Regions from separate parts of the Mus musculus genome. Here region 2 is linked to region 1. The links are chromatin contacts, called in public ChIA-PET maps. All regions are on one chromosome and are shown on one strand. The core of a region is the stretch at or near the end of the contact, and the rest is flanking DNA. Distances in the headings are between cores, read along the strand shown.

The links. ChIA-PET counts read pairs in DNA pulled down with a chosen protein or histone mark.
Region 2: a contact with region 1 is called in an RNA polymerase II ChIA-PET map of memory CD8 T cells, with 22 read pairs. The contact joins two enhancer-like sites. A contact is called at or near these places in 1 of 15 datasets of contacts at CTCF or cohesin (large pre-B cells), 6 of 115 datasets of contacts at active chromatin or transcription factors (the NIH/3T3 cell line, acute myeloid leukemia, astrocytes and 3 more) and 1 of 9 other capture datasets (embryonic stem cells).

Annotation. Positions count from the first base shown.
Region 1 is chr12:15,979,394-15,984,187 of GRCm38.p6, reverse strand. No RefSeq gene overlaps it. Among named protein-coding and RNA genes, the nearest start is that of Gm36235, 34 kb to the left of the region's middle. Within about 2 kb of position 2,232, at least 32 of the 459 cell types and tissues checked have an H3K27ac peak or open chromatin away from gene starts, as enhancers often do. A contact at or near this core is called in memory CD8 T cells, where this site is marked.
Region 2 is chr12:16,529,691-16,534,484 of GRCm38.p6, reverse strand. No RefSeq gene overlaps it. Among named protein-coding and RNA genes, the nearest start is that of Lpin1, 58 kb to the left of the region's middle. Within about 2 kb of position 2,309, at least 209 of the 459 cell types and tissues checked have an H3K27ac peak or open chromatin away from gene starts, as enhancers often do. A contact at or near this core is called in memory CD8 T cells, where this site is marked.

The sequences.
Region 1 (4,794 bases), core at 983-3,482:
GACACTGGGACTGTGGCCCTTTGGCTTCTCAGAAGAACTTAAGATAGCTACACAGGGAACATGAGCAGCTAGCTTGTTTTTCACGGGGAACTCCATGGAAATATCTCCCCCAGGGAGACACTTGTTTGACCTGCTGTCTTTTGAAAGCTCATTCCTGGGGTCAAGTATTTGATTAGACCGGTGTGTGTGTGTGTGTGTGTGTGTGTGTGTGTGTGTCATCCATTTGGGGCTATCCCTGGGCAGGAACCTGACACAAGTACCTAGAGATGAATTTCCACCGTTTCTTCCTATTAGCTTCCCTGGTAGATAAAACCTCGGCTGTGTGAAATGTTAGCTCAGAGAAGGACTTGCTCAACCATGTCATTGAAAGGCCAACAGAGTGAACGCTGTCACAGCTGATGTGTTGCTAAGTTGAGAAAATGATCATCATAGTGATGACTTGCAGAGATGCCAGCTCTGGGAAATGTGCTCAAGTCTCAGAGGACAGGGACAGGAAAGAGTACAGGGAAGAAAGAGAAGGAAGGCACCTGAGGGTTCCATTCGACCGACGTTCTAAACAAGACGAAGAGCACGGCAATCTCTCACTGGCAGAAACAGCATCCATATATCCACACTCTCAGGGACCTTGGCCTTGGACATCATCCTGGGTGTGTTACCTTTCCATGCAAAGAAGTTCCATAGAACTTGGCTGTGTGTAGATTGAAAGCCACAGATCCACCAGAGTCCACCCAGCAGGAAGCACCTGGGCAGAGGTTTCACAAGCTCTCCTGGAAATGTTTGCAGGTCATGTCTCAGATTGGCTGAGGGCATGCATTGGTATAGAAGCACTTAATGAGAACTTGCACTTCTTAAGAGTCAGAGGCTAGACCTGAAAACAGAGATAGAGGATTAGATTGTGGGGCTACATGAAAACTAAAGAATACAATTGTTAGGGGCTGGAGAGATGACCCAGCAATTCAGAATAGATGTTGCTCTTGCAGAGGACCTGGGGTTAGTTCCCAGCACTGACATAGTGTTTCAAAGCCATCCATAACTCCAGTTTCAGGGGCTCTGATTCCCTTTTCTGATCTCTGTAGGTACACACATACATGTGGTGCACATATTTTCAGGCAAATTACTCATATACATAAAATTTAAAAACAAATATATTTTAGCGAATACAGCTGCAACTATACTTGGTTTGAGGATTTGGGGAATGAATATAAAAATGTATATCAAATGATTATATAATCAGGTACACATACACACACATACACCACACATACACACACATACACCACACTTATACATACACACACATGCAAATATACCACAATACATACGTATATACAGACACATACACACACATATCGTATACCACACACACACATATAGATACACATACAGACACACATACACCACACTCACATACACACACACACACAGACAGAGGGCAGGGGGAAGAGAGAGATATTTCTGCAAGAACAAACGAAGAAAAGTATTAAAAATGGATACCAGAAATTATAAGAAAATTAAGCTGAGTGCAGTGGGACACAGCTGAAATCTTAACACTCAGAGCCTCAAGCAGGAATGTCAAGGGCAGCCAGAGCTCTGGGGACATAGCCTGTGCTGGGTGGGGCTTTTCAGTGACAACTGTCTTGGAAACATCTGTATATCTGTAAGTTCAGCAGCCTCATTGGTCCACCAAGCTGTAATTAGGTGTAATTGTTCCTTGGTCTGCTTTCTGTGCCCTGACTGTGGAACCAGACAGTTGTTCATAGATCCTTGGAAAAGTCACGCCCACTGGTCCACGTCCTGAGAACCCGGAAGAAGTTTTTTCATACCATAATTCCGTTAAGCAACTGGGCGTGTGATATTAGGTCTATTATTTCAGATTACTCCATGGCTCTGACCCCAAAGCTCAGGAGAATTTGAAAATTCTAGAAATCAGGCCTCTTATGATCATCTTACTGGGAAATGTGAATGAGTTAGGTGAGACAGGCTTGGAGTTGCTCCATCTACCAGAAATTCAAATGCAGAGAATAACTTCTCAATTATTCATTCACCCCCTGATTTAATCAGTTGATAATCTCTGGGGAGAACTCTTTACAGGTACTGAACTGGATGGGGAAATCAATAAGGCAGAGTCTCTTACAATTCTCCCTCCAAGAGCTAGAGGAAAGTTCTGGAAGAACCACTTGCTGTGAGTGATGAGCTTCCCCTGAGGTGAGGTTTGAGCTGAGTGTTATGGAATGGAAACAAGCTGGCTGAGGGCACAGAGTGAGAAAGATTGCTGCAGGAAGTGGGGGGTTGCCAGTGTAAAAGGAAACATTTTTAAAATCTGAGTTTAAATTGGCATGCTGTCCTATATATCAGCAGAAGGGATAGTTGTTCTTTCTTGCATGGAAGACATTTCCTGGGCCATTAACAGGCAAGGAAGCCTTCTACGTCTGGATGTGAGCTCTCCCCAAGGACTGACCACCCCCAGCCCCTGCCCAGGGATGTTTGCTTTGGTCCTTTGATCTCTTCTAAAGCTTTTGAAAAGTCTGTGTGATTCTCATTAAATATTGAGTTAGAGAAACACATGTGTATTAAATGCTTATCCAGGTGTCACAAATAAGCATATGGAGAGCTAAAATGGAAGGGAAGTGGGAGTGGGGGGGGGTGAGGGAAGGACAGACAGATGGACTGAAAGCCTGACTGTCCCCAGGCCCTCTGTGAAGCCCTCATCAGCTGCTACTTTCTGGCTTTCAGACTGCGAAACTCTGACCCTTTAGTCCAGGATGCCAATTTGGTTTACCCGAACTCTGTTTAGTGGCAGTGTGGGGCTCTGGGGATAAAAATATGCCTTCAGTGCTTCAGTGACTTGTGAACTAAACTGGGTCTACACGACTAGAGCTGTGATCTATTCTACACTCTCCTTTTCCTAGCTTCCCTTGTAAGCAGCCCACCCCTTCTATAGCAGTGAGAAGTCAGCAGCTCAGGGAAACATTGTCTGTCAGAGTGAACGGGAAGATGATTTCTGAGGTCACTGCAGCCAGCTCCAGCACCTAACAGCTTACAAACTAGAACAGCTCTGCCGATCCTAACTCCCCTTTAACGTTAACCAGGATCATGAAAAGATCATCAATAATCTCACCCCTTCCCCATTTCTCGCAGTTACTCACACTCACCAACATCCACAAACAGCTGAGTGAATATTTACTGACACCAAGAGTTTTTTTTTCTGCCTATGACCTTCAAGAATTCAGAATGGACTTGATAATTATGAGCAGCGTCCACTTCAATTAAAATAAAGTGGGGGAGGGGGGAACAGCTGTGAATGCTGGTTGCTATCATGCTTGTTAGCTTGCATGTGTAGAATATTTTCAATTAAATAAACAGAAATGTGTTTTTCAAAAGGCAGTGACATCTAAGCAAGTGGGAAGGAAACAGACACCTGGCCATGGTAACTATCTAAACACCTGCCCTCTGCCGCTAAAGGGCATCTTTTTCTGCCAGAATCTGCTGTGTATCGTGGAGGAGAAGATTTGCCAGAGTGTAAATGGGCCCTTGGTTCTGAAGGAAATGAAATATACTGTCTCAGGTCAGTCTAACCAAATCCTAGATTAGAGGCAGATAGAAGAGCCACAAGAAAATTTAGACTTGAGCCTTTCTGACAGATACTGCCAGCCAATTGGGCTAGTAGTCTCCCCAGACAGCATAGTCCAGGGATCCTGTCTCTGCCTCCTCAAGCTGGAATTATTGGTGTGCTGTTGTGTTACCTGGAATTTACATGAGTTCTGGATTCCAAATTGTAGATTTCTTGCTTCGGGAACAAGAGCTTTAATTGCTGAGCCATCTCTTCAGCCCAAGGTTAGTATTTTTGTTTAGAAAATCCCTAAAACACTCAACCAGATGGTGGTCTCACTTGCTTCTCTTTCTTGGCCTCTGAAGTGAAATAATAGCAGAAATGCCTATTTCTGTTTTAACTATTGCTCTCAAAATGTACAAGTGTGAAAACTGGCCAAAACCAAAATAAATATAAAGGAAAAATTTTAAATAGGCTTTTTCCTCTTGGTTCTTGGATATTAAAGATAATGGTAGTGGGTGGGGGCTGAAACAAGAAAGGATGATGTGAGAAGACAAAATAGCACATGCTTTCTGTTGTATGTGGACTCTAGACTTAAAACCAATTTGTATGCATACAAATGCCATGAGAGCAGTAGTAGGCAGGGAAGAGCCAGGGAGATGAGGTGAGGCAGCATGGAAGAGATGGAGAAGAACTATAGGAAAGGGAGAATGCCATGTTTGTATAAAAATGAGCTAGTGAAAATGCCATATTTTATATGCCAATTAAAATATAAATGCAGTAAACAAAGAACACAGAATGACAGAGTATTTTATTTCCTAAACTTTGAAGCCAAGCAGTTGAGTAGCTAGAGCAATCCAGCTCAGGGTCAGAATTTCCCAACAGCCTTGAAATAGATATCCTGTTTGGTTCTGCAGTCTTGACTCAGTATTACAAGGGCGAAGCTTCACAGCTCCATGAACTTCTGTCTGGAGACCTGTATCCTGTAGCTGGGCATGTGGAAGTATTTCAGTTAGTGAGTCTAGCCACGAACAAACACCAACAGTACACTGGTTTAGAAAGTGGGTAACCCAAATGTTCTTATAGTTCAGCAACTGTGTCATGATCATGTCAGGTAGAGAGCAGACACCACCCAAACTCTCTGAGTGCTACCATCTTGGTAGCCTGCCGGCTCTGTAATACGAGCACCGACACCCCTAGCTTTGACGCCTGTCTCCAACAACAGCTGCTCTGACTCTGGCAGG
Region 2 (4,794 bases), core at 1,060-3,559, 550 kb before region 1:
GTTTTGAAACAGGTTCTGGGACTTAACTCTCTTCAGGAGGCCTTTGGTCCCAACATCAGAGCTGAGACTCCATTCGACCATCTTTGTCTATCTGTGTTTTCTATCATGGTTCTGGAGTGTGAACAGCACTGTGCCCATTCCCTTGAAATACGAGAGGTGACGGGTCTCCGGGGTTTTCCCCTTTTTTAAAAAAAATTTATTTTTATTAGATGTTTTCTTTATTTACATTTCAAATGCTATCCCGAAAGTTCCCTATACCCTCCCCGCCCTGCTCCCCTACCTACCCACTCCCAAGGAGCTGAAGGGGTCTGCAACTCTATAGGTGGAACAACAATATGAACTAACCAGTACCCCAGAGCTCGTGTCTCTAGCTGCATATGTAGCAGAAGATGGTCTAGTCGGCCGTCACTGGGAAGAGAGGCCCCAGGGTCTTGCAAACTTTATATGCCCCAGTACAGGGGAACACCAGGGGTTTTCCCTTTTCAAGTCAGCTTGTAAAATGATTCCATTTCTGATTTGTGAGTTGCAAGGATTATAGGTGACCACCACATCTGAATTTTTTGTGGGTTCTGGGGATTTCAATGCTGGGCCCCTCACTTGTTTGGCAAGTGCTTTATCCACTGAGCTATCTTCGCAGCATCAGTGTCTCCGACAGACTCATGAGGATAGCCTGAAACACTATAGTCAAGGATGACTTTGAATTAGATCATTACTGCCACCCCACCCCCACCCCCAGTGCTGGGATTGCACGCATGTGCCACAATGAGTGTCTTTTATTTGGTACTGGGAATTGAACCAGGGCTTCATGCATGCTAGGCAAGTCCATGCTCTACACCCCAGGATAGACTTTACATTTGTAACCTCTCTTTTTATCCTGTAGCACCAAAGAGGATAATTGCTATCACTTGTGGTACAGCCAGGCTTGGTCCCCAAAGGGAAGCAGAGTCTGACCAGAGAAGCTGATCCTGGAAGTCAGTGAAAGCCGGTGGCCACAGGGGGGCACAGTTGGTTCTTGTTTGACCGAATAGCCTTTCAAAACAGCCTCTGCTTTGACAAAGGCCTTTCCCTGTGGTCCCAGGCTTGGAGACCAGCCAGGTTGTGGGTTGGATTTGTGTGGAGGCAGGGGAGTTTCTTCAGGGGACTGTTTCAGTGCGGATGTCCCTTGGATGAGCTCAATCCGAGGCCCAAATCTTTAAGTGAGCTTTGGAGGCCAGTCTGTTGAGATTTAAAATCTGTTCTTTGTGGCCCTGGAGGTTCTGGGAGTTTGTCCTGGGAGTTTGTTAAAAATAAAATTGTTTAGGACCTTATCCTAGACCTACCGACCCTAGCAGTGGGTGTGGGCCTCCGAGAATAGTTTAATAAGTCCTATGGGGTTCGGATGCACTCACATGTTGTGGACCATTGCAGCCCAGGCCCGGGCTCACGTCTGTCATCTGGCCAGCTCAGGAATGCTGTAATGCTATCAGCCTAGGACTCACATCAGCTCCACCCCACTTGCTCAAACCGGGAGAAGCTGCTACAAAGACCACCTCACCTCTTTGTATTAAAGGATCTTGGAGACCGAGCCACAGGTGCTTGCTTAAGTCACAAGGTGTCCTTCTGACCCTGTGGAAGCATCCAGTCAGATCTGCCTTCCTGGGGAATCTCAGATGGGAGCCACAGGCCTGGGAGACAGCAGGTCTGGCAGCCTGGGCAGAGTGAGAACGCAGGGAACAGGGTAGAGGTGGATGTGCCCAGATTTCTAATGGTCTCGTCCTCCCCGAAATGTTTGGGAGCCTCGAGGAGCCTGTCCCGATGCCAGCTATCTGTTCATTGGTGCAGGAAGTCCATTCAGCCTGCATTACTTTTAATGCATTTTGCAAGCAAGTGGCCTCTTCCTGTGACTCACTCCGCCTTTTGTGCACCGGAGGTTGTGGTTGGAAGTTTCACTTCGGAAAGTAACCACCAGTGCCTCCGATTTCTCCCGAGGCTGGAACCCCAACAAGTCACATGCATTTTGTAACAAAGAAGTGTAAATGGAGGTGCAGCCAGTCACGTTTCTGCTCTGTAAAAACATCCTTTTCTGAGATGGTCTGCAGAGCCAAGCTGAGAAGAAATGGGTTATATTTTCATTTCAGGACTTTGTGCTTTCTTTCCAGAATGTTCTTTGTCATCTTGATCCATTTTTCAGGATTATCTAAAAACAAAAAACAAACAAAAAAACAACAAAAAAAACCCCCCAAATCAAACCAACCCCCCAGCATTAGCTGATTGGGTGATCCATCCCTTAGCTGACTGAAAGTGACTCAGATCTGGACTGAAGTTTGGGTTCTGTCTACCAGGCAGCATGGAAATAATGATGGTAATAGGATTGGTTGAATAACAACGTGTATTTCATCAGGCTCTTCCCCAGTGGCCAATTCACGGGCTCTCTATACATTTATTTCTTCGGATAAGCCAGCAAAGGCTAAGCGGGCAAATTCTACAGGGCAGTTTTCTCAAGTTTAAAGACTCATCTTCAAAATGTTGTGGAGCTGAACCAAGTTATCACCACCCCTGTTAGTTGTAAAGCGATTTATGTGTATGAGTATTTTGACTGCTTGTATGTAAGTACCATGAGTGTGCCTGGTGCCTGTGGATGCCAGGAGAGGGGACTGGATGCCCCTGGAACTGGAGTCACGTGTGATTTTGAGTGATCCAATGTGACTGCTGGGAATCAAGCTTAGGTCCTCTGAAGCGTGTATGTGTACACACACACACACACACACACACACACACACACACACACACACACACATATATATATGTATATGCAGCCCAAAATGTTACTGTTATTTTGAGCTGTAACATGCTATGTGACTGAGGACAGCCTTGACTTTTGGATCTTCCTGCTTGCCACCACCTCCATTACAGGCATACAGCAGTGCTGGAAATTGAACTAAGGGCCTCACTCATGGTAGCCAACTACTCTAGCCAGCCAACGTGTTTTTCTGCTTTAATTCTTTTTGTGCACAACCCTAGTCTCTTCAGCATTAGTAAAGCCCAAATGCACTTAGAACTAAGTGCAGCTAAAGCCGTAGTCAGAGTTCCAGTTAGCATTAGTACTTACTACATTCTGGAAAGCTGATGTGGGCTTGAGAAACGGTACATTTGGATTTAGAAGAGATGCCTTTGATGTTTCACTTCTCACCTTGATTCTTTCAACTTCTGTGCAGGGAGGACAGTCATCGTCATTAAACACTGACCTTTTAAGAGTGAGGATGAGCAGTTATTCCATGTTTATGTGAGTGTCTTGCTGTTGGTGAAGTTATGATTTATTTTCTGTCTGGTGCTGGGGAAGGAACCCAGGGCCTTGTGCATATGAGACGAGTGCCTCAAATCCTGACCTTCCTGTTGAACTAGCTTCTATCTGAGGTTGACATGGGACTTTTAAATATCTCCTTTGACCGCCCAAGATGGGTAATTCCTCCTCTCTCTGATACCTTGAAGATGAGAGAGGGGCTTCCTGCTTACTCTAAAGTTAACCTGAATGGTCGACTTGACACAGCCCAGAGTCATCTGAGAGGAGAGCTCCAGCTGAGAAATTGCCCAGAACAGATTGGCTTGTGAGCATGACTGTGGGGGATTGTCCTGATTATTCACCGATGCAGAAGGACCCAGTTCTTTGTGGGTAGCTCTATCCCTGGGCCTGGGTTGTAGACCAAGTTGGCCTTGAACTCCCAGAGATCTGCCTGTTTCTGCCTCCTGAGTGTTGGGATTAAAGGTGTGTACCACCATGCCTGGATGAGGCCCTTTCTTTCATTAAATAAACAAACAAACAAGCAAGCAAGCAAGCAAGCAAACAAACAAACAAACAAACAAACCAAAGGAAATCTAGCTGAGTATGAGTCCAAGTGAGCCAGAGAGCTAGCCAGGAAGCATCGATCCTGGTGTCTGCTTCAAGTTCTTGCTAGACATTCCTTCCTGACTTCCCTCAATGATGGACTGCGACCTGTGACCTTGAAGTGCAAGCCAATAAATACTTTCCTCCCCTAAGGTGGTTGTGGGTTTTTGTTTGTTTGTTTGTTTTTTGCTTTTGTTTTTGTTTTGTTTTGTTTTGTTTTGTTTTGTCAGAGTGTTTGTTCACAGCAACAGGAAGGGAGCCCTGACATAGTCTGTAATGGTACTGGTACAAGTAGGTCCTATGGACCAAGGCTGAGTGCTCCCACCAAGGAGAGCTCCTCTTTCCAAGAGAGATGAGAACTCACAGACAGGCATGGCTGCTGGTGCCTGCTGTAAGGTAGAATGTCTAACTGGTTAAAGGAGCTGACTGGGGGCTGGGGATGGATAGTCATTAGCGCAGCTCTTGCCTAGCATGTATAAGGCCCTGAGATTTCCACATCGCCAGAAAGAACAAAGAGGATGTGTGGGCCATCCCATCTCTGGGAGCCACAGATGCTTCTAAGCTTTTTCATGCTTTTACTTGATCTGAGAGCCATCTAAGTGGGTATCAGGGAAGAACTTTGCAGGCATTTGGTGGATCCCAGAATGGATGGCAGTTTTTTCTAGGAATTGAGGAACTTAACCTGCTTCCCCCTCTTTCCCATGGATACCTGTGGCAGGAATTGTGGGGTAGGATAGCCAAGCAACCTCAACATCCTTCAGGTCTATGCTCATTCTTATGTTTGTTTGTTGTTTGGTCAACTTGGCATAAGCTACAGTCGTTTTGGAAGAGAAGATGCTTCAACCAGATTGGCCAGTGAGCAAACCTATGGTGTATTTTCTTGATGATGTTTGGACATGGTTGGTGCCACTTTTGGGCTGGTGGTCCTGGGT